2 separate regions of the Macaca mulatta genome follow, and region 1 is linked to region 2. The links are chromatin contacts, called in public Hi-C maps. All regions are on one chromosome and are shown on one strand. Each heading gives the region's core, a stretch centred on a gene start, on an enhancer-like site or on the middle of the called end of the contact. The rest is flanking DNA. Distances are from core to core; before and after follow the strand shown.

Region 1 (5,155 bases), core at 1,419-3,918, 110 kb after region 2:
GCTAATTTTTATATTTTCAGTATTAACAGAGACAGGGTTTTGCCATGATGGCCAGGCTGGTCTTGAACTCCTGGCCTCAGCCTCCCAAAGTGCTGGGATTACAGGGATGAGCCACCGCACCCAGCCTAACTCCTTTTCTTTCTCTCACACTACATATCCAATCTGCCAACAAATACTGTGTATTCTGCGTTCATAATATAGCCAGCATCTGTTTTTTTTCCTCACCCCATCCACAATTATCACTATGATTCAAGCCTTCGCATCTCTCACCTGGATGAATGCCAACAGCTTCTTAATTGGACTTCCTGCTTCTTGTCCACCTCCACTCCCCAATTCAGAACCACAAGCAGAGAAATTCTCAGATTTGTTCTCAGAACAAGCAGAAAAATTCTTTTTCAAACTTATGTCAGATCACATTACTTCTCTGCTCATAATCCTGCAGTTATTCCCACTTCACTGAGTAAAAACCCAAATCTTGAAAACTGCTTATAAGGCTCTCTTCAATCTGGCCCTAAGTCAACTCTGACCTCATCGTCTACTATTTTTCCCTCACTTATTCTGCTCCAGTCATACTGGATTCTTCTGCTGTTCTTTCCAAAGGTCAAGCATATCTCTGCCTTTTCCCTTACTCCTCCCTTTGCCTGGAATGGTCTTCCCCTAGATAGCTGCATCCCACCACCTCCTTCAGGTATGCTCAACTGTCACCTTCTCTGTGACTTTTCCCCTGATCATCATATTTAAAACTGCAACCTCATCCCTACCCTTGTATTCTTTATCCCTTTACTCTGCTCTATTTTTCTCCACAACACTTACCACCTAAAATACTACATATTTTACTTTCTGCTTGAAGACATGACTTTTTGTCTTTCACTCACTGCTATATCCCTATCATTTAAATCAGTGCCTGGCACATGGTAAGTGATCAAGAGTCTCTCTGTTGAGCTAATGCTTTCATTTCCACCAGGGGGCCCAACGATCACGTAGCCCGGTGTTTCAGGAAGATCATAAAGCATCTCTAAGATTTCTTTGTGCTCTGATCCCTAGAAGGACTACAACTTGCCTAGAAAGAAAAACTGTGCTTTGTCTCGGCAACCACAAGGAGGAGTTGAGAAAAAGAGCCGAGCAGAGAAACCAGATAATGCTGTTTCCCTTGCTTTTCCCTCAGTAACCTCAAGGTGGAAGAAAACTGGATCTGGAGCCAGCTGTACTGAATGAATGATTTTTCTCCATACTATGAGTTACCTAGACACAAACGTAAACAGGAAACATCACAATCCTTTCGAATGCCACAAACAGGCCAAGGGAATCCATATACACAGGCCACTAAGGACAGGAAGGGTGTTTCTTTAACTCCAGCACTAAGAATTCTCCACAAATTCAGGGGAAGAGCTCCCGTTAGCACAGAAAGACACATAACTAACTCACTGATGAAGGCCGAGTGTTTCAGGTCGTCAGTACTCTCTGGCCAGAGAACTATTAAGTCAATTCTATTTAATACTTAGGGCACCTACAATTCGTTAGCGGTATAAGGAAGGCAGTCCCACGTCTAAATTCTCAGATTTGGCGGATCGCATGGAATTCATTAACATCAGATTCATTAAACACCCAAATCCATTTCCCACGGGCTTGTGACTCACCGCCACCTGTTGATGCCCACGTTGGAGGAGCCGGCGAACCAGGGGTCCAGGATGTAGACGCAGCGGATGGTGTCGGCGCCCTGAATGCATTCCTTCAGGGCGGGGTTGTCGTGGAGCCGGAGCCCCTTTCGGAACCAGTGCACTGCGTTCACCCCCATGCTGGGGGCGCGCGGCGGGTCCTCCACGGAGAAATTCAAGGAAGGAGGCTCCGGCTCATAGCCGACACCTTCGCTTCCAAGAGAATTGCCTCACCCGAGGAGTAAGGAAAGGGCGGTAGAGGGGGGACAGGAAAAAATGACTCCAAGGAGGGGACTGGAGAAGGCGGGGGCGCTGGAAGCGCAGTGAGAAGATGAATGGAGGTTGCCCAGTCGGCGGAGTCCGGGTTTGACGCCCTTTAGGAGCCCGCGCCCGCCGCAACCTCCTGGAGGCGACGCATAACTTCGAGGGCCTCGGACCTCCGGAGCCTGAGCAAATTCCACGAGCTCGAGCCGCCACGACGGCCCGAGCTGGCACGGACGGCCCCAGGAGGTTCGTCACGGAAACCTCGCCCCACCAAGGCGGCTCCTAAAGACAAAACGGCCCGCCCGAGGTGAGTCACCGAGGAGAACCGAAGGGGAATGAGCCCCTGTCGGCGACGCTGTCTCTAGGCCCAGGAGAAAGGACCGGGGACGGAGGCAAGAGGCGGTGGTCGAGGCCGCTGGACGGTTGCCGGCCGGTGACCGGTCCCGAGGCTGCCCGGGTGACTCTGCCGCCGCCGCCGCGTCAGCGGCCTCGGCCCCGCCCCCGGCTCCTCATTGGAGGGCGCGCTCCCCACGTGACCACCGGCACCTCACGTTTCTGAAGTGTGTTTACTACACTGACTCGGAGGGGGAATCTGCTCGCGCTTCGGTCGCTTCTGGAGGGGCGGCAGCCGCTTGATCCCAGAACCGTTGACCCTCGCCCACACGCTGAGCTCACTGCCTTTGCCCCTTTCCTGTGCCGACTGGCGGGCCGTCCCTTGGAGGCAAACCGTGTTGACCACAGGCCCCTTGTGAGGGAAGGCTTAGCCCCGCCCCCAGGGGCCGTGAGCGGGCACTATTGGCCGAGGCTCGGTGAGACCCGGATGAGCACGGGGATGCGGGGAGCTCGCGGGCGCGCGCGCTGGTCAGAGAGGCGCGCTTGCGCTCTCGCTGCGCTCCAGAGGGTAAGGGGGCGGGGCCCGCGGGCCGAAGCGCGCTGGGTGATTCCTCCCGTGGGATTTGGGGAAGGCCTGGAAATTGTCCGGTGTCTTTCAGGAGCCAAAGGTGGAGTCGGGCGGAGAGTGAGGGGAGGATGGAGTGGAAGGAGGAGAGTGGGAGGCTTCACGTAGATTTCAAGTCCAAACCATGTGCTTGCCAGAGAACCCTACTTTGGAGATTATGGAGCTGTGCCCCTCCACTCTCCTGGCCCTTGGGTGCCTCCTCCCCCTTGTACATGCTCTGGGGAAAAGGGTAATTGGCAGGACGGATGCCAGGCATTCCTGGACTTCCTGGAATTTTTTAATACTAGCGATATATATCATCAACGTTTCACCCCTAATCTACATTTAATGTAGTTTACCGGTCTCTTTGAGACTGGACGTTTGTCTACTTTTCCAGCGACAGTGAACTGCAGGCCATGCCATCCCTTAGATATATGATGCCCTTAAATTCATTCAATGATTACTTTTTGAGTGAACTAAGCACTGTTCAAAGCACTAGAGATACAGGAGATACTTAATAAAATAGACACAGACTCCAGTCCTCTTGGGGTTTACAATTTGTCTCTTAACCTTTGCTGTTTTTTCCTCTATAAAATATTCTTCCTTGGAATCCAGTACTCAAGATAACCGCCTTTGAGCTACCTGGGATATTTCTGCACACCTCTTTAGACTCCGATGAAATTATAACTAACTTCTGAAAGTATTCCTGATCCCTAGGGCAAATTTAGGACCTCCCTGGGTTCTCCACGTATGTTTCTGATACATCACTTATCACACTACTGTGAAAATTAGTTGAAAAGTGCCCATACCTAGCAATACTAACTCAATAATAGTACTTATCATCATCATAATGTGCCTCCTATTCCCTCCGAAGTGTGATTTCTCAAGGACAGGGTCTGTATTCAGTTTTGTTTTGTTTTTATTTTTTGCATCAACACCAGAACAGAGGCTGATGTAGGCAAATGTTTATTTAATGAATGAATGAATGAGTGAGTGAGTGCTGTTGGCCACCAGTGTGTTTGGCAACGTTAAAAGAAAGAAGGAGATGGCAATTCTTACCAGTTGATTATGTGTCCCCAAAATTCATATAACCCTCAGTGACTATAAATGTGGCCTTATTTGGAAATAAGGTCTTTGTACATGCTGAAGTTAAGATGAGGTCATTAGGGTGCACCCTAATCCAGTGTGATTGGTGGCCTCATACAATGGAGAAATTTACACACAGAAATATAAATATATATATATATGCAAGGAAAATACCATGTAAAGATTGGAATTGTGCTGCCACAAGTCAAGGAACTACTGGAAGCTAGGAGGAAGGCCTGGAACAGATCCTTTCTTAACACCTTCACAGGACTGTGGCACTGCTGACACCCTGATTTTGGACTTCTGGCCTCTAGAACTACAAGACAGTTAGTTCCTATTGTTGTTCTAAGCCTCCCAATTTGTGATACTTTTTTACAGCAGCCCTAGCAAATTAATGCAGCAATAAAGTAAATTTAATACTCTAGAGCGCCAATCTGTCTGAATAGTCTTCCCTACTTCTGTTTCTGTTGCTACAAGAAGTATATATCAGCCTTTCTTTGGTTCTGTAAGAATACTTTTTAAATTATATATATGAATGCCATGGTTTGGCTGTGTCCCCACCCAAATCTCATCTTCAATTGTAGTTCCCATAATCCACACGTGTTGTAGGAGGGACCCAGTGGGAGGTAATTTAATCATGGGGGCAGTTACCTTCATGCTGTTCTCGTGATAGTAAGTGAGTTCTCACAAGATCTGATGGTTTTATAGGGGGCTTTTCCCCCTTTTGCTTAGCGCTTCTCCTTGCTGCCTCTATGTGAAGAAGGACATGTTGGCTTCCTTGTCTACCATGATGATCAGTTTCCTGAGGCCTCCCCAGCCATGCTGAACTGTGAGTCAAATAAACTTCTTTCCTTTATAAATTACCCAGTCTCGGGTGTGTCTTTATTAGCAGCATGGGAACAGACTAATACTGTAAATTGGTACTGGGAGTGGGGTGCTGCTATAAGGGTACCCAAAAATGTGGAAGCACCTTTGGAACTGGGTAACAGGCAGAGGTTGGAACAGTTTGGAGGGCTCATAGGAAGACAGGAAAATGTAGGGAAGTTTGAAACTTCCTAGAGACTCGTTGAATGGCTTTGACTAAAATGCTGATAGGGATATGGACAATGAAGTCCAGGCTGAGGTGGTCCTAGATGGAGATGATCTTGTTGGGAACTGGAATAAAGGTGACTCTTGCTATGTTTTAGCAAGATTGGTGACATTTTGCCCCTGC
Region 2 (4,708 bases), core at 2,190-4,689:
ACTTCTCTCCAAGTATCATTTTCTGAACAATCCTTTCCTTCCCCATGAGTTATGATGCCTCCTTTATCATATGTTAAATGTAGCTTTTGTCTCTAATTAGCCTCCATCCTCATACCCCTACTTTGCAATTCCCCCGTGGGGCCAAGAGGTTTATTTCCGGTCTTTGCTGCATACTTGTCTCCCCCTGCCAGACCATCCTCAGACAAGCTCTGGTTGACTCACTCTTCCACCCTTCCCACCAACTATCTCAAATCTTCTCAACTCAGACCTCTAGCTTCCCACCTACCTCCATACCCACCTTCACTCACAACCAGTGCCCTGGCCTCCTATCTGTACAAAGAAAGGAGAGCAGCTCCTCTTAGCAGACATAAACCTATCACTAGTTCCCCTTCCCTACAATCACAGCTTTCATTATCCAGGGTCATTCCTGCTCCTATGCTGAGCCCAGCCTCTCTGGCCTGAGAACTCTCAAGCCCTTCTTTCTCAAGTGTTCGTTCCTTCAGGTGTATCCTCCTCTGATGCTCCAGCCATCACTCCACTGCTCTTCCTCTCCTTGCCCAAACCCTATCTCTTTCCACTGCTCTTCCTTTCCCTGCCCAAACCCTATCTCTCTCCACTGCTCTTCCTTTCCCTGCCCAAACCCTATCTCTCTCTTCCCCTCAGCTAATTCTTGCAGATCCTTCTTTCTCTCCATTTCCTCTTCTACTTATATAGCTTGCAATAAAGATAACTTCCATGTGGTTACAGCCAATGAGTAGTTTTCATTATTATCTCTTTTTTTGTAGAGATGGGGTTTCACCACGTTTCCAGGCTGCTCTTGAACTCCTGAGCTCAAGCGATCTGCCCACCTTGGCATCCCAAAGTGTTGAGATTACAGGCGTGATATGGTTTGGCTGTGTCCCCACCCAAATCTCATCTTGAATTGTAGCTCCCATAATTCCCTTGCGTTGTGGGAGGAACCCAGTGGGAGATAATTAAACCATGGGGGCGGTTTCCCCCACACTGTTCTCATGGTGGTGAGTAAACCTCATGAGAGCTGATGGTTTGATAAGGGGAAACCCCTTTCACTTGGCTCTCATTCTCTTCTCTTGTCTGTCATATGAGATTTGCCTTTCACCTTCTGCCATGATTGTGAGGTCTCCCCAACCATGTGGCACTGTAAGTCCATTAAACCTCTTGCTTTTGTAAATTGCCCAGTCTTGGGTATGTCTTTATCAGCAGCCTGAAAAAGGACTAATACAAGCCATGAGCCATCACACCCAACCTTCCTTATCTCTTTTGACTTCTGCAGCTTTTAGCAGAGTTGACCACTTTCTCCTTGAAATATTCTCTCATTTGACTTCCTGGACACCTCACTTTTTTGATTCTTCTCCCTTTCTATACCTCTGGCCATCCTCTATCTGTCTCCCGTGCAAGCTCACCTTCAAGGCTTGGTTCTAGACCTCTCTTCTTCTTACCTTACAGTCTCTCCCCACAGATCTTGTCCTCATCCAGATATTCAGTTAATCCACTTGGGATTCTTTCCAACTTCTTCTCAACATGTGATCTTGTCAGCTCCCTGCAATAAACTTTCCAATGGCATTTTAGGATAAAGACAAAATAAAATAAAACATAGAAATGCCTTACCAGGCTACAAGGCCTCTTTGGGCTCTGCTACCACCCTAATCCCCATTTCCCTCTCCTGCACCAGCTGCATTTGCTTCCTGTCAGTCCCTGGTGCTCTACTGGTTTCTACCATGTGGTCTTTGAAGACTGTGGGTCAGATTCCATGCCCAAAATGCTCCAACTCTTAGGCCTAAGTGTCACTTTCTCAAGGAAACTTTTCTAACCTTCATGAATACATGAAGCCTCCTGTCCTCATTATAGGATTTCATGGCACCATGGACGACTTCTACACTTGTACACAAGTGGTACAACAGCTGCAGCTGTTCGTGTATGTTTCTGTCTCAACACTCCACATGGACAGAGACTGGTCACCACAGTGTTCCAAAGAACTACTTGCCTACCCTTCACCCAGCTACCTTCACTGCCTCTAGGAGGCATTCCTGGCCAGGTGGCCTTCTGTGTGCTCTTCCACAGCACCCTGCTCCGGACTCTACTGCAGCACTTATCATGCTCTTATGTTCTTTATTCTTTCAACCAGTAGGAATTATGTTGCTATTTGTTTGAAGTTCAAGTTGTGTATCAGGCATACTAGGCACAGGTCTGCTAAACCAACACTTCTTCATCCCTCCATTTGGATCACAGATCAACTTAGAACCTGAGAGTCACAGACTCTCTTTCCAGAAGAAAAGACCCACACTCACAACATTTTGCAAATGATTTTAGCAGGATTCATGGACACCCTGCAACCCGGCCATGAACAACTTGCACTAGATTTACAAGCGTTGGGAAGGCAGGAACTGAACGGTGTTCTGCTTTATTCCCTGCACCCAGCAAAGAACTTGTTCCACACAGAGACAAAATCAGTATTTGTCAGGTGAAACTGAGTGAACAAGTGGATGCAGTAAATTAATGCAGTGGGTAAAACTGGGTTACCAGAGACAGACTGCCTGATTCCTGGACAACAGTTGTGCTGAGACTTGAGGAAGTTACTTCACCTCTCTGAGCCTCAGTTTGGCATCAGGAAAATGGTGACACTATCTCCTGGGTGACTGCGAAGATCAAACGAGTTAATACCACAAATCACTTAGAATATGCAGAAAACTCTTCACATATACTAAATCATTAAATCATCACAACAACCCATTTTAAAATGAAGAAACAGACACAAGTAAAGGAACTTGCCCAAGGTTGCTTAGCTAAAAAAAAAAAAAAAAAAAAAAAAAAAAGGCAGAATTGGATTCAAACCCCACAGCTTGGCTCCAGAGTCCTGCTCTTAGCCCTGTGCCCCCACATAAAGTAATGCTTTTGGTAAATGTTCGTTAAATCACAATGTGGGCTGTTCTAGGATGCTTGTTTCTTAAGCATTTTTGAGGAGTGAAATTCACTTCCGTAATACACACAGTTATGGTTAGTATGATCTTCTCTACACCACCACTGGCTTCAGTAGAGTTCTTCTTTCGTAACACGTATGCCCTGCTGCCAGTTTCAAACTGACCAATGTTTATAAGCAAGGAAAAACGAGGGTCTTCGGAAGATCATCTCCGGGACCGATCAAAAGGCCGCACATTCACTGTAGGGCCTCCGCTTTTCCAGAGAAACCCGGCAGGCTGAGCTGAGCGTCTGGTGATGCATGGGGTTTTGCGGACCCTGACCTCCGCCACGGCGCCGCAGGTGAGGAAGGGAGCAGAGGAAGAGGGCGACTCACCCGTCGGCGTCAGCTCCAAGCAAGGCACAGGGAGTCCCGGGGGCCAGGCCCCGTCCTTCCCTCTCTCTTCGGTCAGCCTCCACACGGTCCGCCGTCCCCCTGAGGCCTAGAGCCTGGGTCTCGGTCCTCCGTCCCAAGAAGCTCCCGACAGTCCTCGGCAGCGTCAACCAGGCCACCAGCCCCTTCACCCATGGCCAATCAGGTCTCGGGAGATGACACCCCACCCCCCGCAGACACGCCCCCACGTCCCAGCGCAGCCAGTCAGAGCACAGGACACAACTACGCGTCCCTCTCCGCACCACAAGGGGGAGTGGGAGTGGGAATCGGCTTTCCAGGGAGCGGAGCCTGTGCCGGGGGGCATCTGGCATTTTCACACCCTTTCCTTAGCATTTTAGGAAGCGGAGTTCCAGTAGCTTTGACGCTTAGAAAATATAAGAAAAAAAAAGAAGTAACAGAAACCGCTATATTTTTAAGATAGAACCAATCACAGTTCCCAAAATAATTCAATTAGGTAAAGAACCAACTTACGAAAGAAATGTTTAAAAAAACCCCAAATTCTTTGAAACACATCTAAACTTTTCCCCGCCCCCACCCTACCCCAGCAGTTTGCGACTGATTCGTCTTTAAAAGCCATTCTCCGTTCTCCCCCTCCTTGCCACCTTCACCTAAATACTCGCCTTTTCTGATAAACTGCCAAGTGGTTTCCATTCTAATTATTACCGGTGATGCCCAATCTCATACACTAAACACGTTAATTTCTCCTTAAAGCCAGGCTCAACGTCTCTCTCATTTATTTTCACATTTCTCCATCCAAAAAACAAGTATTTATGGCAGGCCTGTTAAGCGCAAAGCATATTGAAACAGCAATGAGAAGATAGAGGGGGAATAAAATACATTCCCTGTCCTTATGGAGCTTATATTCTAGTGGAGGGCAGAGATATCAACAACTAATAACGTGACTAATCACACCTAGAGTTAAGTGTTATCGAGGACAGGGTGCCCTGACCTGGGCCTGGTGGTTCTGTTTGTATGGAGTTGGAGTCAGAAAAACTGGTTTTCCCAGCTGGAGGTCCCTGCTTTCAGGTGTTCATAGCACACTGCACAGTTCTGCCGTAATCGGTGGCACTGGCACTTAGACTGCCCTCACACCCTGTGGAGTAAATTCCTTGAGGCTACTAATTATTTTTCTGTGAGCAATGCTCGGCACACAGTAGGAGCTCAGGAAATGTTAACTAAATCTTTGAGTCTAGTCTCAGTATGCAGTTTAGGCTCAACAGGCTTTACTGAGAGGCGCTCACACATGCATTTTTAATTCCACAGAGTAGCACCAAGAATCCTGGCTCCTCAAGATCACCTCTGATCTCTAGGATATTCTAGAACGATCTGAGCAACTCAAGT

What was found. A called contact is a pair of places that touch in the nucleus more often than the background predicts.
Region 1: a contact with region 2 is called in a Hi-C map of fetal cortex germinal zone, with 2.6 times the contacts expected there. The contact joins the promoter of CRY1 here to the promoter of MTERF2 in region 2. A contact is called at or near these places in 2 of 14 Hi-C or Micro-C datasets (cortical neurons and fetal cortex germinal zone).

Annotation. Positions count from the first base shown.
Region 1 is chr11:114,294,003-114,299,157 of T2T-MMU8v2.0, forward strand. It overlaps CRY1 (cryptochrome circadian regulator 1), which reads right to left and starts at 2,669. Exons shown (of 13, transcript NM_001194159.2): 1 at 1,638-2,669. The coding sequence starts at 1,795. It overlaps LOC144333010 (a long non-coding RNA gene), which reads left to right and starts at 592. Exons shown (of 2, transcript XR_013401309.1): 1 at 592-1,996; 2 at 2,065-2,376.
Region 2 is chr11:114,186,121-114,190,828 of T2T-MMU8v2.0, forward strand. MTERF2 (mitochondrial transcription termination factor 2) reads right to left here and starts at 3,440. Exons shown (of 2, transcript NM_001193943.3): 1 at 3,311-3,440. It also overlaps a transcript of CRY1 not described here.